Regions from separate parts of the Sus scrofa genome. Here region 2 is linked to region 1. A link is a contact called in public HiChIP or PLAC-seq data. All regions are on one chromosome and are shown on one strand. Each heading gives the region's core, a stretch centred on a gene start, on an enhancer-like site or on the middle of the called end of the contact. The rest is flanking DNA. Distances are from core to core; before and after follow the strand shown.

Region 1 (3,091 bases), core at 396-2,895:
AAAGAAATTAAGAAAGAAAATGTCTTTTTCTCTTCTTTTTTTGTCTACATATTTTTAAAAGATATTTTAGGGGAGAAGTGGATTTTTTTTTTTTCTGCCCCAGCCTTATTTTATTTTTTTGGTCTTTTTGCCTTTTCTTGAGCCACTCTCGTGGCATATGGAGGTTCCCAGGCTAGGGGTCCAATCGGAGCTGTAGCTGCTGGCCTACACCAGGGCCACAGCAACGCAGGATCCAAGCCATGTCTGTGACCTACACCACAGCTCACGGCAATGCCAGATCCTCAACCCACTGAGCAAGGCCAGGGATCAAACCCTCAACCTCATGGTTCCTAGTCGGATTCGTTAACCACTGCGCCACAGCAGGAACTCCTCTGCCGCAGCCTTAGATTGGTCTAAATGATAGGGGATGGCCCAGAGAGGTAAGCAGCTCATCCAAGATCACACAGCCTGGCCTGGCAGAGCTGAGTCTGTCTCTCCCTCTCTTCCTCCTCTTCTTCCTCTCAGGTCCAGCCAAGCCACCTTTTCCCAATGGCTGTGCCTAACGGTCCTCTCTGCCCTTCCCGACCCCCACCCCCACCCCTGCCCCACGCCACCTCCCGGGAGGGGGCACAGGTGTGGCTGCCCAGCAGCTTGGGGCGCCTCGGGAATGAGGCTGGCTTTGTTGCAGCCCCAGCAGCTGTGGCCGTTTGAGTTTCCATTAAGCCGTTTCCGCGCCTTGAGCTGGAGCAGGAGGCTCGGCATTTAAAGGTCACCCGGCTTTTGAAGCTGCAGTGACATTAATAGCTTGGGAAGAAAGCAAGCCTGTGCGGGGCAGGAGGACAAGGCGTCTCTGTCAGCGCTGCCCCCCTCCCCTCCGCTGGGCGCTCACTCGCGTACACACACACACACACTTACACACTCGGACACTCCCCCGCAGCCCCCCCAGACCCTGACAGCCTCTCTCTGTCTCTTGTCCCCCACCCCCCTGCTCCCCTTGTGGGGCCTCTGCAGCTCAGAAGCCAAGAAGCTCGGCAGACTTCCCTGCGCCCTGCCCCCATCGCCTCTGAGGTGACAATTGGACAAGGATGCAGCTGCCCCGGGCCCCACAGCCTCTCCATTAACGCTGCCATTACCCACTTGAGGTTTCCCCAGGACTTTAAACCATGGTTACACAAGCATCCCCCGGGGGTCACATGACCTCCTTCTGGCCCTGCTGGCTTTTGCAGCCCGGATTCCTAATGAGACAAAGTAAGCCTGGGCCTGGTCTCAGACGGGAAATGTGAGGGCTGGCAGGCAGGGTGTATCATGCTTGCCAGTTCTAAGCTCTTGGTAGGAGCTTGCCCGGAGCGCTGGGTTGAGTTCCTAGGCTGTGCAGGTTCCACAGGACAATAGCTGGATGGATTAGTGATGTCTGTCAAGGACGTGGGATAGACATTAGTGGCCTGTGTGTCTTATATGTCCCACCTTGGGAATAAATGATTTCGAAACTCTTCCAGACTTGGGTTGTAAGACTTCTGGGGCAGCTGGGTGGCTCCTCTCCCTTCTAATCCGCCCCAGAGTGGGGGTGGGGCTGATTCCAGTTCTTGGAGAGAAGCAGCTCTGCGGTCCCTTTCCTGGGAGCAGCCACAGCCTGAGCCCTGGGACACCACCTAGTGGCCTGGCATGGCCATGCCATTGGTGCCATTGGGCTGGGCCCAGATCTTAGGCCACAAGGGACAGCCAGTTCCTCTGCAGGCTGTGATCACAGCAATTACAGATGGATCACAAGATCCGGTCTGTCCCTCCTCCCTGGGGGATTTTCAGAGGAGGGAGCCTGGGATGGGGAGGGACAGAGCTGGCCTTGGGCAGTCCCACCCCCTTCCAGAAGAGTGGGGGGCGGGACAGGAGAGGGCTGGCACCTGGGACCTCTGACCTCTCAGCCCAGCACCTCCTCCTGTAACCCTCTCCCTTTGGGGTTGAGTCCTGGCGCTCCCAGGAGACAGTAGAATCTCTATTCAGATCTTGCAGGGGGTTAACCTCCTGCTCCCCTGGAGCTGTCACTGGCTTAGAAGGACCAGCCTGCCATCAGCCTTGTGTGCCAGGGATGAGGCCCTCACACCGGGTGGCAGAGGGCCGCAGCAACTTAGCCAAGTCACTGGGCTGCCTTGGGCTTGGTCGGTTCACCTGTGAACTGGGGTCACAATACACCGTGCCCTGTATACGTGATAGATTTGTTGTGAGAACTAAACGAGGACCTAGTGGAGACAGGGCTTTGGAAATGAAGAAAGCACCCCCATCCCCACCCCATAGCCCAAGGGGGTGGGGAGGGGAAGAGAACCTACAGTTACCACCTCCACGTCTTTCCTTCCTTCTTATCCACCTGACCAGTATTTGTTGACCGTGCCTGGCACTGTTTTGGGGCACTGGGGATCGCAGAGCGAATAAAACCCTCTTGGAGCTACATTCTAGTCGGGAAGGTGGTCATTGATAACTAAACATATACTCTCTCTGGTGGTCGAGAGGAAAACAAAGCAGGGCAAAGGCGAGGGACCACCTTTAAAGGTGGCAGATGGGCTGGGTGCTGTTGGCTCACTGATACAGTGATGCTTGCGTAGGGACCACAGGGAGGGAGGGAGCCACAGAGATATTTGGGAGAAGAACACGGCAGACGGTGGAAAGACTAAATGCTGAGGCTTCTGGATGGAAGCGTGTGCGACTTGTGGGTGGAATAGCAAAGAGCCAGGGCGGCAGAGCGGGGAGAGCTAGGGCAAGGGAGAGGGGGGTGTCTGTGTGTGTGTCCGCATGGACGTGGTGTGTGGGCAGTGTCAGAGAGGGGCCACGGTGACTGAGTTCTTGCCACGTGCCTGACCCGTGGGGTCTGATGGCCCACAGCAGGGCTCCGGGTTGTGTCCTGAGGACATGGAGAGCCACTGGGAGGGCTGGAGCCGAGGAATGTCGTGACTGCCATGATATGGTCTGTGGGGACGTGATGGGGTGAGGCCAGGACACCGAGAAAGGGCTGGCAGCAGTGCAGGTGAGGAGGGATGGCTGGATTCTGGAATCCTTTTGAAGACAGAGAAGACGGGATTTGCTGCGATTGGAGGGGAGCACTCAAGGAGGGTTCCCAAGATTT
Region 2 (3,091 bases), core at 308-2,807, 67 kb before region 1:
AGGTGTGGAAAGAGGAGATAGAACTTCTGTATATTCTGTCCCTGAGCCCTAGAATGGCCTCCCAAAGCAACCCTTGGCTACATTTTATCTGTTGAGAACCCCCAAAATATCCTGCAAAGGCTAATTTAAATGTTGCTCCCTCTAAAGCCTTCTCTGTAACTTTTAGGCAGTGGCTTCACTCCTCCTTGTTATAACAAGAGTTGGGATATATTCAAATAAAGGGGAAGTTGTCCAGGGCCCCCCAGAAGGGAGACTAGTTCCTAAATTTGACTGGAGAGGCCAGAGGGTTTGCACATCTCCTAAACTGCTGGTTCCAAATCAGTGGGACCATGGCACACTGTTGTACCAGTGAGGCCCAGTGTGGAAGCCTGAAACTCAAGGCACTGAGCACCAAGCACGGGAACAGCAGCAACAGGTAAGCAAGGCCCCAAAAGATCCAGAGAAGGGCAAGGCCCGGCATAAGGGAGGGCCTGGAGGTGCTGTAATACAGGGTTGCAGTTAAGGGAAGGGGCTTGGAATCTGACAGGCGTGGGGTGTAAATCTAGGCTGTGTCACTTGGAACTGTGTGACCCTGAGCAAGCTCCATCACCTCTCTGGCCTCTGTTGCCTCAGCTGTACAATAAGGATGATGAGAGTTCCAACTTAGTAAAGTTTTTGAAAATCTAATTCACATAAAGTGCTTAGTACAGAGCCTGGTACAGAAGAGGGGGCGCCTGGGATTCAATGTACCCCACCTGCCCATGATCCTCCTATAGCCTATCTGGGGATGAAACATCAGTTCGATCAGAGGCACCAACTACTTTCTCCAAAAGAGCAAAGGAGCTGATTGCCTTCCTGCATGGCTTCCCCATCTCAGATGCTGAGGTTTTGAGGACTAGCCTCCAGTCTGGGAATCAGAGCCTCATCTCAGGAATGAGAAGTTTACATGGGAGACACATCTGAACAGCAGCTAGTTGAAGGCTGTGGAATATGTGGCAGGGAGGGCTCAGGTTACCTCGAGGGACTGACACCAGGCTAAGAGACCTGGAAAATGCCAGGATGTGTGTGCCTCCCTGGAGATGGTACATAGGGCTTCAGAGAAGTCATTTGTCTCCTGCTGAACCCCCGTATGAACTATATCCAGAGAAGGTGCCTGTACAGTTTCCCTCTGCAATCTCCCCATCCTGACAAAGAGTTAGTTCTTGCTGCTAGCCTGGCACAGGCCTGACCTCCTTCCTTCCCTAGAGGAAAGGGAGCGCCACCACCTACGCAGGCAGGATGGGGGAGAGAAGACTGACAGCCTTCTCCACCTGCTCTCCCCAAGGGCGTCCTGGACTCAGCGCTCTGAGAGAGGAGCCCCGCAGAGCGCGTGTCAAATGTGGGTTTTGCCAAGGCTGGATCAGTCAACCTACTGTGGTGCCCTAAGTGCCAGGCCTAGCATCCGATGCCCTCCACCATTGGACCTAATCTACTTTGCAGGCCTCCTCTCCGCGATTTCCCCCTGGGTAGACTTAGAGTTGGAGCTGGGCTGGTGTGCGGACGCTGGGCAAATAAACAACTCTGGGCGTGTCAGCCCCCGCCCGGACAAGAGCATTGCCGAGCCCGGATTGGTTGATCCTCCGGCGTTCTGATTGGTCGGGTGAGGGGGCTCATTCACAGGCGTTGCTCCACTCCAGCTGAAGTTCACGCTAACCCAGCTTCACTCTCTAAACTCTGCACGGTTGTTGTATGCATTCTACGTATATATAGATAAAATTAAGTTTTATGATGTGCCTCCCAGTACAGTGTTGGCCCCCTAAAGAACGGCTGAATCTGTTGGTTTGTTGCATCTCACTTCCAAACCACACATGTGCGGGTGAGCCGCTTTGTGGGAAGTTGTTGCGGAGCTGCCTTTTGCCTCTGCGAGGCCACTGTTTATCCTGGGATGCCCTTTTTCTGGGTTAGGTTTTATTTTTTATTTTTTGTCTTTTTGCCTTTTCTAGGGCCGCACCCGCGGCATATGGAGGTTCCCAGGCTAGGGGTCTAATCGGAGCTGTAGCCGCCGGCCTACGCCAGAGCCATAGCAACTCGGGATCCCAGCCACGTCTGCAACCCACACCACAGCTCACGGCAACAATGGATCCTGAACCCACTGAGCGAGGCCAGGGATCAAGCCCGCAACCTCCTGGTTCCTAGTCGGATTCGTTCACCACTGCGCCACGATGGGAACTGCTGGGTTAGCTTTCAAAAAGACCCACTTTTCTGGCACCCGTCCTTTCTATCATCTACACTTATATTTCACGTTTCCTTGCCTTCTGTCACACTCTTCCATATGGTAGAAATGCTTTTCCTTCTCACTATTTTTGTTTTGTTTTGTTTTGAACGTGGTTCAATATGCCTGATCACTAGGCTCCTCTAATGAGAAAAAGCTGATTGTAGGGCTTGGGCAGAGAAAACACAAAGTGTGCTTGGAACGGTTTTGAAAAACTCTATTTGGAAATAATTTCAAACTTACAAAAAGTTGCAAAAACAAAAAGAGTACAAGAAACACCTATATAGTCTTTACTCAGGTTTGCCTATTGCTAACATTTTATCCTTTACTTAATCCAATAAGGTCTCTTTAATTTTTTTTCTCTGAACCTCTTCAGGGTTTTATACATTATAGACCTTACTCCTTAATTCTGTGTGTATTTCCTAAAGATTGAGATAAGCCCTTACACCACAGTCCAGGTATTAATTTTACCCATTTACACTTATATGATACTTTTATTTAATCTACTATCCATATTCCAGTTTTGTCTGCGGATCTGATTGTGTCCTTGACAGCATCTCCCTCTCCAGTTCAAGTTCTAGTCGAGGGTCAGGTGTTGTGTTTGGTTGCCCTGTCTCTTTAGTCTTTATATTTTCTTAAATTATTTAATTTATTTTTTTAGGGCCACACCCGCAGCATATGGAAGCTCCCAGGCTAGGGGTCAAATTGGAGCTGCAACTGCCAGCCTTCACAGCGAGGCCGATCCTTAACCCACTGAGTGGTGCCAGGTATTGAGTCCTCATGGATATTAGATGGGTTCTTAACTCACTGAGCCACAACAGGAACTTCCTCTTTAGTCTTTTAAAATCTGGACCATTTACA

The links. HiChIP or PLAC-seq counts read pairs in DNA pulled down with a chosen protein or histone mark.
Region 2: a contact with region 1 is called in an H3K27ac HiChIP or PLAC-seq map of skeletal muscle. The contact joins two enhancer-like sites. A contact is called at or near these places in 5 of 47 Hi-C or Micro-C datasets (embryonic fibroblasts, liver, mesenteric adipose tissue and 1 more) and 1 of 2 datasets of contacts at active chromatin or transcription factors (skeletal muscle).

The regions. Positions count from the first base shown.
Region 1 is chr12:34,173,100-34,176,190 of Sscrofa11.1, reverse strand. No RefSeq gene overlaps it. Among named protein-coding and RNA genes, the nearest start is that of CUEDC1, 6.9 kb to the right of the region's middle. Within about 2 kb of position 1,645, at least 42 of the 83 cell types and tissues checked have an H3K27ac peak or open chromatin away from gene starts, as enhancers often do. A contact at or near this core is called in skeletal muscle, where this site is marked.
Region 2 is chr12:34,239,642-34,242,732 of Sscrofa11.1, reverse strand. No RefSeq gene overlaps it. Among named protein-coding and RNA genes, the nearest start is that of VEZF1, 23 kb to the left of the region's middle. Within about 2 kb of position 1,557, at least 27 of the 83 cell types and tissues checked have an H3K27ac peak or open chromatin away from gene starts, as enhancers often do. A contact at or near this core is called in skeletal muscle, where this site is marked.